Regions from separate parts of the Sus scrofa genome. Here regions 2, 3, 4 and 5 are each linked to region 1. Evidence: chromatin contacts called from public Hi-C and HiChIP or PLAC-seq data. All regions are on one chromosome and are shown on one strand. Each heading gives the region's core, a stretch centred on a gene start, on an enhancer-like site or on the middle of the called end of the contact. The rest is flanking DNA. Distances are from core to core; before and after follow the strand shown.

The links. Hi-C and Micro-C count contacts between places; a contact is called where the count stands out from the background. HiChIP or PLAC-seq counts read pairs in DNA pulled down with a chosen protein or histone mark.
Region 2: a Hi-C map of mesenteric adipose tissue shows a contact between it and region 1, with 4 times the contacts expected there. The contact joins the promoter of DZANK1 here to the promoter of SNX5 in region 1. A contact is called at or near these places in 1 of 47 Hi-C or Micro-C datasets (mesenteric adipose tissue) and 1 of 2 datasets of contacts at active chromatin or transcription factors (alveolar macrophages).
Region 3: an H3K27ac HiChIP or PLAC-seq map of alveolar macrophages shows a contact between it and region 1. The contact joins the promoter of RRBP1 here to the promoter of SNX5 in region 1. A contact is called at or near these places in 4 of 5 promoter capture datasets (fetal liver, fetal skeletal muscle and liver), 8 of 47 Hi-C or Micro-C datasets (embryonic fibroblasts, epiblast stem cells, fetal heart ventricle and 3 more) and 2 of 2 datasets of contacts at active chromatin or transcription factors (alveolar macrophages and skeletal muscle).
Region 4: an H3K27ac HiChIP or PLAC-seq map of skeletal muscle shows a contact between it and region 1, with 4 times the contacts expected there. The contact joins the enhancer-like site here to the promoter of SNX5 in region 1. A contact is called at or near these places in 1 of 5 promoter capture datasets (liver), 4 of 47 Hi-C or Micro-C datasets (embryonic fibroblasts, epiblast stem cells, liver and 1 more) and 2 of 2 datasets of contacts at active chromatin or transcription factors (alveolar macrophages and skeletal muscle).
Region 5: a contact with region 1 is called in an H3K27ac HiChIP or PLAC-seq map of alveolar macrophages. The contact joins the promoter of SEC23B here to the promoter of SNX5 in region 1. A contact is called at or near these places in 1 of 47 Hi-C or Micro-C datasets (heart right ventricle) and 1 of 2 datasets of contacts at active chromatin or transcription factors (alveolar macrophages).

What each region holds. Positions count from the first base shown.
Region 1 is chr17:26,380,257-26,382,956 of Sscrofa11.1, reverse strand. SNX5 (sorting nexin-5) reads left to right here and starts at 1,280. Exons shown (of 14, transcript XM_021078329.1): 1 at 1,280-1,538; 2 at 1,778-1,859. The coding sequence starts at 1,809. It overlaps MGME1 (mitochondrial genome maintenance exonuclease 1), which reads right to left and starts at 1,396. Exons shown (of 5, transcript XM_021078251.1): 1 at 1,379-1,396. The coding sequence starts at 1,396.
Region 2 is chr17:26,717,878-26,720,577 of Sscrofa11.1, reverse strand. DZANK1 (double zinc ribbon and ankyrin repeat-containing protein 1) reads left to right here and starts at 1,370. Exons shown (of 18, transcript XM_021078190.1): 1 at 1,370-1,554. POLR3F (DNA-directed RNA polymerase III subunit RPC6) reads right to left here and starts at 1,239. Exons shown (of 10, transcript XR_002340113.1): 1 at 865-1,239.
Region 3 is chr17:26,118,959-26,121,658 of Sscrofa11.1, reverse strand. It overlaps RRBP1 (ribosome-binding protein 1), which reads left to right and starts at 1,405. Exons shown (of 24, transcript XM_021078037.1): 1 at 1,405-1,701.
Region 4 is chr17:26,051,570-26,054,269 of Sscrofa11.1, reverse strand. No RefSeq gene overlaps it. Among named protein-coding and RNA genes, the nearest start is that of DSTN, 54 kb to the right of the region's middle. Within about 2 kb of position 1,404, at least 26 of the 83 cell types and tissues checked have an H3K27ac peak or open chromatin away from gene starts, as enhancers often do. A contact at or near this core is called in liver and skeletal muscle, where this site is marked.
Region 5 is chr17:26,758,795-26,761,494 of Sscrofa11.1, reverse strand. It overlaps SEC23B (Sec23 homolog B, coat complex II component), which reads right to left and starts at 1,447. Exons shown (of 20, transcript NM_001267832.1): 1 at 1,002-1,447. LOC102163552 (a long non-coding RNA gene) reads left to right here and starts at 1,551. Exons shown (of 3, transcript XR_308679.3): 1 at 1,551-1,706; 2 at 2,247-2,400.

The DNA.
Region 1 (2,700 bases), core at 31-2,530:
GGGCAGCTCCTGTGGCATATGGAGGTTCCCAGGCTTGGGGTCGAATTGGAGCTGTAGTTGCCAGCCTAGCCAGAGCCATACCAACACACGATCTGAGCTGTGTCTGTGACCTACACCACAGCTCACGCCAACGCCGGAACCTCAACCCACTGAGCAAGGCCAGGGATTGAACCTGCAACCTCATGGTTCCTAGTCGGATTCGTTAACCACTGAGCCATGATGGGAATTCCCCCCTCCTTTTAGTATAAAGGAAGCCTGAATACTAACTGATAAGATGGTTCTTTGGGACACTCCTCCACCATCTTCTCTGAGTGCCTGCTCTCCAATAAAGTCGCTATTCCTTGCCCCAACAACCCTTCTGTCGATTTATAGCCTATGCTGCAGCCAAGGTTGGTAATATTCAGACAAAACTACTTTTAAAGGACCAGCAGTTATTGAGAACTAGAAGACAGTTTGGGGCAAGATGTCTCCAATATTCAATACGGAGAAGTACTACGCCTAGGAAGGGAGGCGTGTGTAAAGAAAAACCAGGACCGGAGTTCCCGTTGTGGCGCGGTGGTTAATGAATCCGACTAGAGAACCATGACGTTGTGGGTTCGATCCCTGGCCTCGCTCAGTGTGTTAAGGATCCGGTGTTGTCGTGAGCTGTGGTCGCAGACACGGCTCGGATCCTGCGTTGCTGTGGCTGCAGCTTAGGCCAGCGGCTACAGCTCTGACTCCTAGCCTGGGAACCTTCATGTGCCGTGGGTGCGGCCCTAGAAAGGACAAAAAAAAAAAAAGAAAAAGAAATACCAGGATCTAGAGGAGGCATGCCAGTCATAGTTAAGTTTACCACTAATTCCCAAATGTTAGATTCTTGGCTAATTAATTCTGTGTGATTTCTCATTCAGCCCCTAACACTCAGTGGGCACTACTGAGATCAGTCTTAAGGAGCTCCTGAGCTGGAGGGCGGCAGTCCCCAGGGCCCACTAACCCATACTCCCCCAAGGAGGCCTCCCGCTCTGATAGCGGCGGAACCATAGTGGGGGAGATGTCGCCTGCGGCCCCTCGAATGGGAGTCAGGATGAGGGAAGAGGCAGCTTAAACAGAAGCCCAGCCCATGGCAGGGGTAGGTACCTCAAGGCCACCACGCTTTGGTAACTCCCAGGGTGTGAACAACCCTCTGGCGCGTACTTTTCATCCGTCCCGCGCCTCCGTCCCCAACTAGGCCCCGCCCCACAAACCGCAGTCCCAGCATGCAGTGCGGAGCTCACGTCCCGCCCCTAGTCCCTCGTTCTTCTCCATTGACAATTAAGGAACCATGGGGAGAACCGCCCCGCTGGCCGAAGCGCGGGCGCCTCCGAATCGCGCCTTTTCTCTCTCACGAGATTTTGCTTACGTCAGAGGTCGTCGCCATCTTGGACTCTGGCTGAGTAATAAATTTCCCCCGCACGAGCGCACGGTCTTTCGCGAGAGGCGCCTCACTTGGCAGGTGTTAAGGGCTCCGCGTTTCCGTCGCGGCCCTACGGTCGGCGGTTTCCGCGTGGCCCGGAGCGAGGGTAGGCCCCGAGTAACTTCTTTGCCCGGCTCCAAGATGGACGGCAGAGGGGACGGGGGAGGCCTCTCAGGGGGAGCACGTGGGGCGCCGCTCGCCTTTCCTGGGGCTGCTGGGATGGTGGCGGAGTCCCGAGGCCTCCCGCCGCCGTCGGGCAGGGAGGCTGGCGGAGGCGGGGCCGCGGCCGCCCCTGAGAGGCTCCCCGGCGGCGGCGGCGGCCCAGCCTCTTCTTTCCTCGCACAGCCAGGCGGCCCCGCTCGAGGCCCGCGTCGCCATGGCCGCGGTTCCCGAGTTGCTGCAGCAGCAGGAGGAGGATCGCAGCAAGGTGAGGCCCTGCCCACCCTCAGGCTCCAGCTTGGGAGGCCCCGGTGATCTCCCGGACCCCACACTCCTTCCCCCGGCCGCGGATTACTCCTTGGGGCCCCAGGGCTGTCCTCCCTCTGGGCTCCCTGGGGCGCTCCTTGGAGACCCGGGAGCGCGTGCTTGACGTGGAAAAGTTCCTGGAACTTCCCTTGGCTCGGTGGAGACCGGCTTGTGAACGTGAAATCCGCTGTTGCGACAAATGACAGCTTGATTTTTTTTGTTGTTGTTGCCTCCGATCCGCGTCCCATTCCCTCGAGAAAACTTTTTGGCTCAGATACTGGGGAAATTTTATCGAGTCAAATATGCAGCGTATTCGTTACAATTAACCGCTAAATGCGTCACTGTGGAGGTTCTGTCATTTTTAGTAGGTGCTCGAATAGTTGAAGACTTATTATGTAAATTACCCCCAGGCTCTTAGATCTTTAGGTCTGAAAGGTAACTGATGCAATAAATTCATGTTACTTTAGCTAGTAAAAGGTTTACGGGCAAGCTTCCGCCTTTATTGGTCCTTTACCCGTTTTGAAATTTATAGAGATTGGTATGAGCAGCAACGTTTTGTGCAAAATCGTCAACAGAAGTTAATCTGACAGAAAATGAAATTTATTCTAAAAATTGGAGGCACTCTCGAATTTAAGAAACCTGGAAGGATCTCTTTAGCAATCTAAGGCACATTTGATCCATAGCTCTTGGAGAAACTTTAGTTTGTGCCAAAGCTCAGATACAGCTGCTGAGTTATTCCAGTAAGGGTGTCATTGCTGTATTAGTTACCGAAATGAAATTGGGATCTTGGGGTATTTTTCTTT
Region 2 (2,700 bases), core at 121-2,620, 340 kb before region 1:
ATGTGTTATTCATAATAGTTTGAGAACGTTGGAGTCTTTAAAAACTATGTGGTTACCTAAAAACTGCAATGCACGGGTAGAGACCATAAATCTTGTGTGAGACTGTGGGCACCCTAAAGCCTTCACTTAAATACTGCCCTAAAACCTTTTGGCTTAAGTCGCTTCGTAGTCAAAAACTGCGGCCTAACTTTAGCCAAACGTTTTTTTCGTTTGTTTGTTTGTTTTGTTTTTTAAATGGTTTTTAGGGCCGCACCTGCGGCATGTGGAGGTTCCCAGGCTAAGGGTTGAATAGGAGCTACAGCTGCCGGCCTATACCAGAGCCACAGCAACACAGGATCCGAGCCTCATCTGAGAACTACACCACAGCTCACGGCAATGCCGGATCCTTAACCCACTGAGCGAGGCCGGGGATGGAACCCGCAACCTCATGGTTCCCACGGGGATTCATTTCCGCTGCGCCACGACGGGGACTCACAAACGTTCTTTCATGGCAGGTCCCTTAATGACAAGGGCAATCCTGGATCAGAAGGTGTACCCACAAGTACTACTGGGAAAATGCCGAGTCTTCACTCGCAGCGTGGATCACCTTAAAGTGAGCAGGAAGCGCGTTGAGTACAGCTTCCCGAACAGCACCAAGGGCAATTCGGCTACACAAAATTGCAAAATGTCAAACTCTTTTTGAACTTCTTAAGAGTTCTGAATTCTAGGATAGGAAGGAGGGTTCCAGGCCCCGCGATCCCCGCCCAGCCCCCGCTCCGTACATTCACTCAACCTGAGCCCGCGTCTACTAAGGGTCCCGAAAAACGGGTCCAGGGCCTTGCGGGGGCTCCCCAGCCGGAAACCGGGCCTTTCGCACCGATTTACCTGTTTTCGATTTCGACCGGATCTGCATCAGGCGGCTGCACCTTCACCTTTACCTCGGCCATGAGGGTGCAGTTCCCACCCCTTGGGGGAAAGAGATTCTAGAACCGAGGGAAAGGGAACCGGGGAACCAGGGAACGGCGAATATAGCGCCCGGCCGGCGCAAGGGGCCTCCCTCCTCCTGTCGCAGCCGGCCCTTCCTTGATTGACGCCTTGAGGTGGCCAAGCCGTGCCTGCGCCGCCTCACTCGCGCGCTCCCGTACAGCTTCTTATTCCAGCTGTTTTTTTTCCAGAATGATAGTTATCTGTCGGACCAACGAGCCTGGTTCCCCCATTCTAGGTTGGAACGCCACCTTGTAGCAGTCACCAACCTCTGTCAAGGCACGTCCTCGGATGCCTATCATGCAGTCTGACGACAGGAGCTCCAGGCCAGTACCATTCGCCGGACCAAGCGCAGGGGCGGAGCTAGTTGCTAGGAAGCCGAGTTCCCGCCAATCACCGGCCCAGCTGTCAGTGGGCGGGGCGCGACTCGCAGCGTCTGTGGTAACCCGGACTGCAGTGAAGGAGAGGGCGAAGGGCGTTGAGCTGTGGGCTGTCTGCCTGGGGGCGGCGGAGGTACCTCGGGGGGTCCCAATCGGTTCCCGGTGGTCAGAGGAGGAGGAGGAGGATTGCATCCCTCACTCCAGCTGAGAGGTAGCGAGTGTCCTTGACTGCATCTGAAGGGCGGGGATGGGGATCAGACGGGGTTCCAGATCCCGGCGGTGAGGGGCAGTCTGGATGCAGGGATGGGGGTGGGGAATGTTGTTGACGCCACACTGCCATTTGGGCCTAACGGATCGGTTTATTTCTTGATCCCCTACGCTCGGGGCCCACTGGCCTGCCCACTGTCGGCCTTCCAAGGGCAGCTCCTAGTCGCCGCGCGAATTATTCCCTCCGTAGCTGCTTTTATTTTGAGCTAATTGTAAACAATTTTAATTTCAATTGCCTCTCACTTAGATGAAAATGTGAGGATGGGTAATCTCCAGAGCCCAGCCACCTTTCTGGAAGGGTATTTTTGCTCTACTATCTGAATCTGCAATTTACGTTCCTAGCCTCCGACCTGGAATTATCCAACCAGGCGTTAAATTCCCTGCTTGAATTTAATTATCTCACCTTTGGGTTACAGTCTCTGACAATCCTCAAAGCACAGAGATTTTCAGAGCAACATTATTTAGAATAGCAAAAACCAAAACTAAAGAGAAACTAGCAATAGCTTAAATGCCTAATCACAAATTGATAAGATTATGTAAGTACTTGACAAATTGTAAATAATAGCAGGGGTTGCAAGAAATACACTATAAAAATTTAGTTTTTATATAGGTTTTTATTAAGTAAACCTGTGCATCTATTATCATTGAAATTTGAACAGACCTTCTGAGATGTAAATGGTTGCTGCATTAAGGTGTGGTGTTTTTTTTTTTTTTCATGAATCCTTTAGGCATTAAAAATTATGAACCTCCCTGACTCCCAGGGAAAAGATCACTAAGGCTTCCATTCTCATACTTAATTATTTATAAATACAGTAGATGGAGCAGGAGCCTTTTGTGTTTCTTGCTCACTTTTTATATCCATGCCCATTTTCTTCCGGCTGTTGTTCTTCTGAAATGTCTTGGCAAATTTCATATGCAAGATCGAATTGGTGACAACCATAGGGGTTTGAACCTGGAGCTGTCCCCAGAGAGCTGGCTCTAAATTAGCATTTCATGCCACGTACACAGCTATTTCTGTGCTTCTTATGTGCTGACTTGCCCTGTAGCCAAGAGAGGTGGCATACTCATAAGAGACAGGAGAGGATTGTGA
Region 3 (2,700 bases), core at 156-2,655, 260 kb after region 1:
CCACATCTTTGCAGATACTAGGCGGATTCTTAACCCGCTGAGCGACAACAAGAACTCCAAAACTGGGATTCTTGACTTTCATGTCAAGCTGGGGCTCACCACTGGAAAAAGACTGAATGTCAAAAGCTAACCCAGGTTAATTCCTATTGATTAATCATTAATGTGCTAGGGAACTGCTGAGATTAAAAATAGGAATGAATGGTTAATTTCAACTCAGCTGCTCTTTATTTCCTCATGATGACTTATTTCCACATCTTTCCAACAACTTGTTCAAAGGGGAAGGGGGTACGGGAAATTGTCTAAGAAACAGATATTAGGAAGAGGTTCTGCAGCCAGGGGGTTGGGGAGAAGTGGTATGGAGCAGATTAGCTGGCAGCCGCCCTTTGGCCTCTCAGAAAACCTTAATTTCAAAGAAACTGGTTTTGGCTCAATGTTCAGAGTTAGCTTTAAGAGACACTGAGAGAATGGTTAAAAAGCAGGCCTAAAATTATCTTAATTGAAAGTCTTATTTGGTTATGAAGAGTGTTGGCTTACTTGGGTGGAAGGGGGGGAGGAAGTCTTGTAACGAAGTACCATTTGCTCAGTTTTCTGGGAAGTGGGTGAGTTTATCTGGGTCAGGCCCTTTCACCCTCTCCATTGCAAAGAGTAAAACGCCCTAAATAGAATTGCAATTATTGTTCTGCCAGCTGTGGTTTGGACGAGTAACTCAGACTGTGCCTCAGTTGTACCCTCCCTAAAAATGGGTGCACTGACGTTCACCTCCATTCTTTGTGCACCATCTGGCCTTTCCGCCCCCGATTCCTCCATTTACTCAGGAAAATTCCTTCTGGTGCTGACTGAAATATCTTTGAAGATAGCGACGTGCCCTCTCGGGACTGACCGCCAGCAGAACTTGTCCTCACATCCAGGGCCCGGAGGGGGCGCTGCTGCGGGGGCAGTTAGCTGGTTTTAAATAAAGCATTTCTCGCGGCTGTTCCTGTGTTGCGCAACCCTGCTCAGGGTGACACCCACCGCCACCTCAGCCTGGAGGGGTTCAGGGGCGCAGGCGCAGCGCCGCCGGGATTCGAACCTTCCGGGTCCAGCTGGGTCAGAGCCGGCCCCCTGACAGTGACTGCAAGCAGGGCCGAGGGCCCGGAGTGGGCGGGGCCGGCCGGCGCCCCCTCCCCCTTTTGGCTGGGCGTTCCGGCCCCGCCCCGCCCCCGCGCCGGCCCGAGCGTCGCGCCGCTCGGCTCCGCCCCTCCATGGCCCCGCCCCCGCGACTCCCCGCAGCTCCTCCCCTCTCCCATTGGCCGAGGCGGAGACCCTCCTCTCCGCCCAATGGCCGCCGCAGCGTCTCGGCTTCCCGCGTTCTGACTGGCCAGCGACAGGCAGAGTGGCGGGGCGCGGACCAATGGGGAGAGGCGACTCGATGAATGGCTGGCCCGGGTGGGGAAGGCAGGAGGCGGCGATCCTGGCGGAGGGGGCCGTTCGCCAGCTCCGAGGCAGAAAGTGCCACGACTCCACACGCGCGCACGCAGCCAGCGAGCGGCCGGAGCGGACGGCAGACGGGGCGGGCGGCGTCGAGGTCGCGGCGCCTGCAGCTGCTCGGAAGCGGCTTTTCGGCGGAGGCTCAGCCGTCTCCTCTTTCCCGGTTTCGCGGCGGCGGCGGCGGCGGCGGCGGCTCCTGCCCTCTCGCTCTCCCTCCCGCGTCTCCCGCTGCAGGTAAGAAACTTGGCCCGGCCCTGCAGCAGTAGCTGCGGCTCGCGGGCTGGGCCGTCGGGGCGCCGAGGCTGGGGCCGGGGCCGGCCGCGCCGCGAGTGACACGTCTCCTTGGCGGCCCCTCCCCCGGCGGCGCCGCCCGCCGTCGCTATGGCCGTGGACCCTCGGGGTTGGGACAGGCCTGGGGGGGGGGGCGTGTGCTGAACCGAACCCCGTGCAGGGGCGTCGGCCGAACGCGTCCGCAGTGTGGACCCCACGCCCCTCGCCGTCGGCTGGACCTGCGGCGGCCCCGCTGCGCGACGTGGCCACCCCTCCTTCCCCGCCGGGCCGTCGGGCCGGCTGGCGCGCACCGAAGTTGGGTGAAGAAAGTTGGCGGCGGGGCGGGGCGGCCCACAGCTGGCGAAGGAAGGGGTTAAGTTTCGGGAAGCGGCCGGATGACGTTGCCGGGCTGGAGTCCGGGCTGGAGGGGGTGGGGGGGCGGGCGGAAGGCGGCGGAGGCCGGCCGGGGGGAGGGGGCGGGATTGAATGGGGGCCCCCGCCGGGTGAGAGCGCTTGGCTGCAGGCTGCGACCCGGGGGCGCGGCGGGGTCCGGGCGGCCCCGACGGGGCGGGCAGGGGACTTAGGGCTGCGGGGGACGCCGTGCGGGGACCGGGACGGTCCAGGTCCGGACGCCCGGCGGCCGCGGTGGCAACTTCCCGAAGTGCTGGAGGCGTCTCCCTGCTCCCCCTGGCGGTGGGGCCGGGGGCGCCTTTTCCCCGGCCGGGCTGCGCGAACCCAGGCGCGAGGGCTCCCGGCGCGGGGACTGGGGCACCCCGAGCCATTCCTGGCCCGCCCCTTCGCGCCACGATGAATGGACTTGCGGTGCCAGGCCCAGGCGGAAGCGGCATCTCCGGCCCGGCCGGCCAAGCACGCTGGCACCCGGCCTGGCGCCCGCCCAGGGCCGCCAGGCTCCCTGGCCGCGCCCTGGGCAGGGGAAGGCGGGATGGGGTCTGCGCTTCCAGT
Region 4 (2,700 bases), core at 155-2,654, 330 kb after region 1:
CTCAGAATCTTGGGAGACAGGCGCTGAAGGGGCTGAACTTTGGCTGGGGGGACCAAGGCCCTGACAGCAAGTGTAGCCAGATACAAGGGTGGGGGTGCCCACGGGAGGGTGCCTGAGAACTGAGGTCTCACCACCTGCCTGGGGCTGTCGAATGTGGGTTTGACGCCTCTCTGGGGTGGTTGTCGCAAAAGTGAAGCATCATGGTGCAGTGTGTCCTGTAGCCACCAGCGGCTCCACATGCCAGCCGCTGCCTGGGGCCGGGCAGTGCTGACCTCAGTCTGCATGACCAAGACCTGGTCCTGGCTTTCAGGGACCACCTGTCTGCCGTTGTGACTCTTGTGTGTTGTGACTGTTGGGATCAGGGCGCTGGAAATTCTGGGAAGTCTCCTCAGAGATATGAGCATAAGCTGGAGCTAAGCAGATGTTTGTCAGGCGGGGAGAAGGGATCCAGGCCCAGGGAACAGAGGTGCAGAGGTAAAGAGCTGCCAGGGGCTCGGGGGGTAAGGCAGGAAGACTTCGTGGAGCCAGGTTATGAAGGCAAAGGGGGCAAGCTGCAGGGGCCACTGAGGTTTTTAAGCAAGGGGAGAAACTTGTAACTGTTCTAGATTCTCTGGTCAAGGAGCCTGCAGGACGTGGGCTCTAGGCCACGGTTTCTGACAGATGGAAAGTAAAGTGTCAGAAGTTATATAAGTTATGGTGTCAGAAGTTATGGAAATGACCCATAACTGCTGACACCCACCACATGCCCAGCCCCATGCTTGGTTCTCATGTGACATCTTCCAGTCCCCATGGGAGGGGAGTTTCTCCTCATCCTGCAAAGGAATCCCCACAGAAGGGAGAGCTCACCTGGCAAAAGGCACAGCAGGCTTCAAGCCTGCCTTTAATGCTGACCCAGCATCGGGAGGCCTGGGCGTCCGCTGGAGGGAAAGGGGTTTCAAGTGTGTGGCAGCCATGCACCATGGCCCCTCACACCACACTCCCGTGTGCCCTGTGTGTCGGGTAGGGACACACAGCTCATCCTCCCGCTCACGGGGAGCTTCACGTAAGGTCAGGGGCTTGGAGTCATCCCTGGTGGGAAACAGGCTAGCCTTGTTCCTGAGCCAGGACCGCCATCAGTGGCACCAGCATTTCCAGGAAGCTCCCCTGCCCCAGTGGCTGCAGGACAGAGAACCCTTATGCTGGGCAGATGCCCCCCCTGAAGGCACAGGAAAGGGGGACACCTGGGGAGAAAAAAGCACAGGAAGGAAGACAGGAGGCCACTGGGCAGGGTGAACCTGGGGCTCCTGCAGCTCCAGGTGAAGCCCTTCCTCCATCCATTCCCCACCAGCACCGCCTCAGCTGTCCTGAGACCCAGCAGTGGCCGCTCCGTGCCAGCAGGGGGAGCGTGAGCATGCCAGGAGCCTGCTGGCTGAGTTCCAGCCTCAGACTGGGGGAGGGGGAGAGATCAAGGAGGGGAGGGAGTCACCCTTAACAGACCCTGCGCAAGAGGCTGAGGGGGCCCCCTGGTGTTCCCCAGGAGCCTGGCCTGCCAGTCTGGCCATTCACAGGTCCTAGTCCTGCATATGGCACAGAACTCCCTCTGCAGTCCCTGGGGACCAACCGCCCAGGCCGGACTGCAACCAGACCCAGGGCAGCGCTGGGAGTCTTCTGAAAACATCTAGTGTAAACCCCTCCCTGCAGAGGCTCCAGGGGCTGACCTGAGGCTGCAGGGTCATGGGGCTCATCAATGGGGCCCACGGTGCTGGCGCCAGCTTTTTGGACTAGCTTCCTCTGGTCATCTCTGAATGATGGTCAATAAAATGCACAAACGCCACTGGGATGCCTGGCCTGTAGGCAGCAAAAACACAAGACACTCCGCAAATGCCTCCTTCCCAAGAGCTTCCTCAGAGGGGAAGGTCTAATAGGACTCAAAGCCCAAAAGAACGATTCCCTCCCCTCCCCAAATCAAACAAAATGACTCAATTCCAGATGTTAGAAATGAAGAACTTGCCAGGGACATGATGAAAATAGCTTAGGACCAGAAAAGGAGACCTGAACTATCCAGCTGTGCTGTCCCTAAGCAAGTTACTTTACCTCTCTGGGCTGGCTACAGGCTCCCTCCCAGGCCCTGCCAGCCACTATGCAGTGACCCTTCTCCCCTGGCTGGGACTGGAGACTGTTCCCCCATGTCACAAATGCCTTAAACCATGACAAGTGCTGTGTCCTTGGGCATATCCGTCTGTCAGTGCAAAAGGCATGAACTGGTGAAGAAACAGAAGCTACACTTCCAGCATGGACCCGCCAGCACTGAGGAGTTCTGAAAAAGGAAACCACCCAACTAAGCCTGGTCTTACTATTGGAGTCACTATGTTCACTGTTTGCTCAGCGATTAATATTTTCTGAAATAACAAACTTTGTAGTCAAGCTCTGAACTTGTTAGCATTGGCTTTGTTTGCTTTTTCCTCAGAACGCAAGAGTAATCATTACATGAACCTTAAGTCAGCTTTCCACAAACACACTTTTGCAATGTGTTAACACTAGTGAAAGGTGTAAATGTGCTGAAAGCAGAGTGTACTTGTATTTTTATTCCTCACTAATGTCAAGCTAAAAGGTCAAAACTTTTTTTTTGGGGGGGTCTTTTTGCTATTTATTTGGGCCGCTCCCGCGGCACATGGAGGTTCCCAGGCTAGGGGTCCAATCGGAGCTGTAGCCACTGGCCTA
Region 5 (2,700 bases), core at 198-2,697, 380 kb before region 1:
CATATGGCTATAAATGCAAATGAATTGATTACCCTATTATACACAACAGAGACCACAAAAATTCCAAATGTTTGCTTTAACTGAAAATTTAAGGCACCTACCTGTTACTTCTGGCAAAAGCGGGAAGCTGAAGCACTATGTACACAGGAAACACTTTGGTAACTTCCTGGGTAGCAAAGGGTAATTCAGGTGGGAATGAAAACAAGTTCTAACATCCCAATTTTCAGCAAGCACTGCCGCAGACTTCATTAAATGAGTTTCCGTTCTCAAAACAGTTCATAATTAAAAGGTACTATCTCCACTCCATATCCCCAGGTATCTACATACTAAAACTTGCTCTCTTCCTTCCCCACTGACTCTTCCCCTTGCCCCTTCTAGATCATGGATTCTTGGGATTTAAAGGGTCAATAAATTCTCTGAAGGTGTAAGCAAAACCGAGTGCCTGAGTGAATATGCATTTTTCTAGAGAGATGGGTCTACCACTAACATATATTCAAAGAGGAAGGGTTTCAGAAGAGGCTAATAGCAGAATGGATGAATTAATGAATGAATAAGTGAAACTTAAGTTCTTGTAGATGAATCTGCCCTCTCCCCCCTCCCCACCCACCCAATTTATGCCATTCAGGTCATCAAGGCAGAACTTTTCAGGACACAACTAAGTTTAAACAAGGTTTTATCCTTAAAAGGAGTCCGAAGACCTGGGTTCTAGTCTCAGCTCTGTCACGAAACATAAATCATTTAACCTAAACCTCGAGTTCCTCAACTGTAAAATAAACGTTGGATCCTTCCGCCACGCGCGATTCGGTTCATCCTGCGCCAGAAGCCGGCTGGCCACCTCACCTGGCGGGGACCGCGTCACTCTCCGCAGATCCCAGGGTCAATGATCCCCTCAATTCCTCTGCCCGCCGAGAAAAGGCCTCGCCTCGGGAGAAACCCAACTGCCCCCTGTAGAGACCCTTGTCCAAGCCCTTGGCGTCCCATCACCTGGGCTGCCCACTCACCTGCCCGGAAACGCTCACCGGCTGCAGCTGTGCGCACCCACTGCTACAAGAGCCCGGCTCCGGCTCCCACCGCCAAGTCCAGCTCAGCTCTCAGCCGATTGGTCAGCGCCTTTGTGCGTCACGCCACAGCGCCGTCCGATAACCAATTAAAGAGCGCCCACCCCTGAGAGAGAGCGGAAGCAAGACACTCAGAGAGGCTGCGCCGCCATCTTGGAACAGGGCAAGACAGCGGTCCTTCGCTCTTTAAAAATTAACAGATCCTCGGAATACACGTTTTTCCAAGCTCACCGCCAAATGTTTATACTTCAGGAAAGACCTGTGCTGCCAGACTGTTTCCTAGGTGAAGTCAGCACGCCTCAGGGGTTCGTCCTACTCCATTAAGGCGGCCGCTCGCCTAAGCGGAAAGTCCCTCTCATCGCCTTAGTTACCGAGAAGCGAGAACAATGACGTATGGCCCCGGAAGAAGGCGTGTTTCCTCGTGAAGGGGCCCGAAGCTGGCCGGAAAGAGACGTTAGCACGCGGGAGGGGCAGGGCGGAGAGAGTTTAGGAACGCATGCGCACGAGATTCCTGTTAGTTCCTCTGGTAAAGTGAGCTTCATCAAATTGCAGGGTTTCCTTCCTTCCCAATGTCCGGTTACTTCGTCTCTGAGGAGCCCGACACTCGTGCACAGTTCCTCTCAGTCCCTGTTATACTTTCATGTGAAGGTCAGTAACTGGAAACTGGTCCTATTCGAGCATTTTAAGAGACTAACAAAACTCCTAATACATTGAGCTTAACTTTCTACATCTACCACTTCTGTTTTACACCTTATAAGTAGCAAAACCAAGCGCATTTATTAATCTGACCTAGAGATGTAGCCACTTTGTGTCACGTAAAAATAAGCAAAATTATATAAACTTGAAAGTATGCTTAGAACATATCAAAGCGTCCGAGAATTACCATTAATTAGATCAACCCTTAGTACGAAGCGTTGTTGTTGTTTTTCTGCTTTTTAGCGCTGCAACTGCGACATATGGAAGTTCCCAGGCTAGGAGTCGAATTGGAGCTATAGCCACAGCAACCAGGTATCCGAGCCTTTTCTGCAACCTGCACTACAGCTCAGGGCAGCACCGGATCCTTAACCCACTGAGTGAGGCCAGTGATCAAACCTATGTTCTCATAGACAGTCAGATTATTTTCCACAGAGCCATGACAGGAACTAACCCCCCCCCTTTTTTTCTTTTTCTCGTTCTGGAACTTCCCAGGGTAGAGATGGATCTCATGCCTCCGCAGTGACCCAAGCCACAGCAGAACTCTGAATCCTTAACCCACTGAGCCACAGGGGACCTCCAGTACAAAGTTTAAAATGACTAACATCATGGAAATTGGTTTTAAGTCGATGTGCTGTGAAACTTACAGGTAATATAAGAACTTGAATAATGATTCAGTTTTGCTGAATAAATTTGCAGTTTTCATGTTCCTAAAACATTTCATTAGAGTAATGTTAGGGTTTTTTAAATAATTAAACTAGTAGAAGTTTAGGAAGTTCAAATCAATTATTCTCTCAGTAAGGAAACGAACTTGATTAAAACACACAATTGTATTATATTTTACAGTGAAAAAATACTTAGTTGAGGTTTTTTGTTTTGTTTTTTAGCCAAACATTAAAAGAATATCATTTGCCTAAGATCTGGTTTAGTTATTTGAAAATGGATTTCT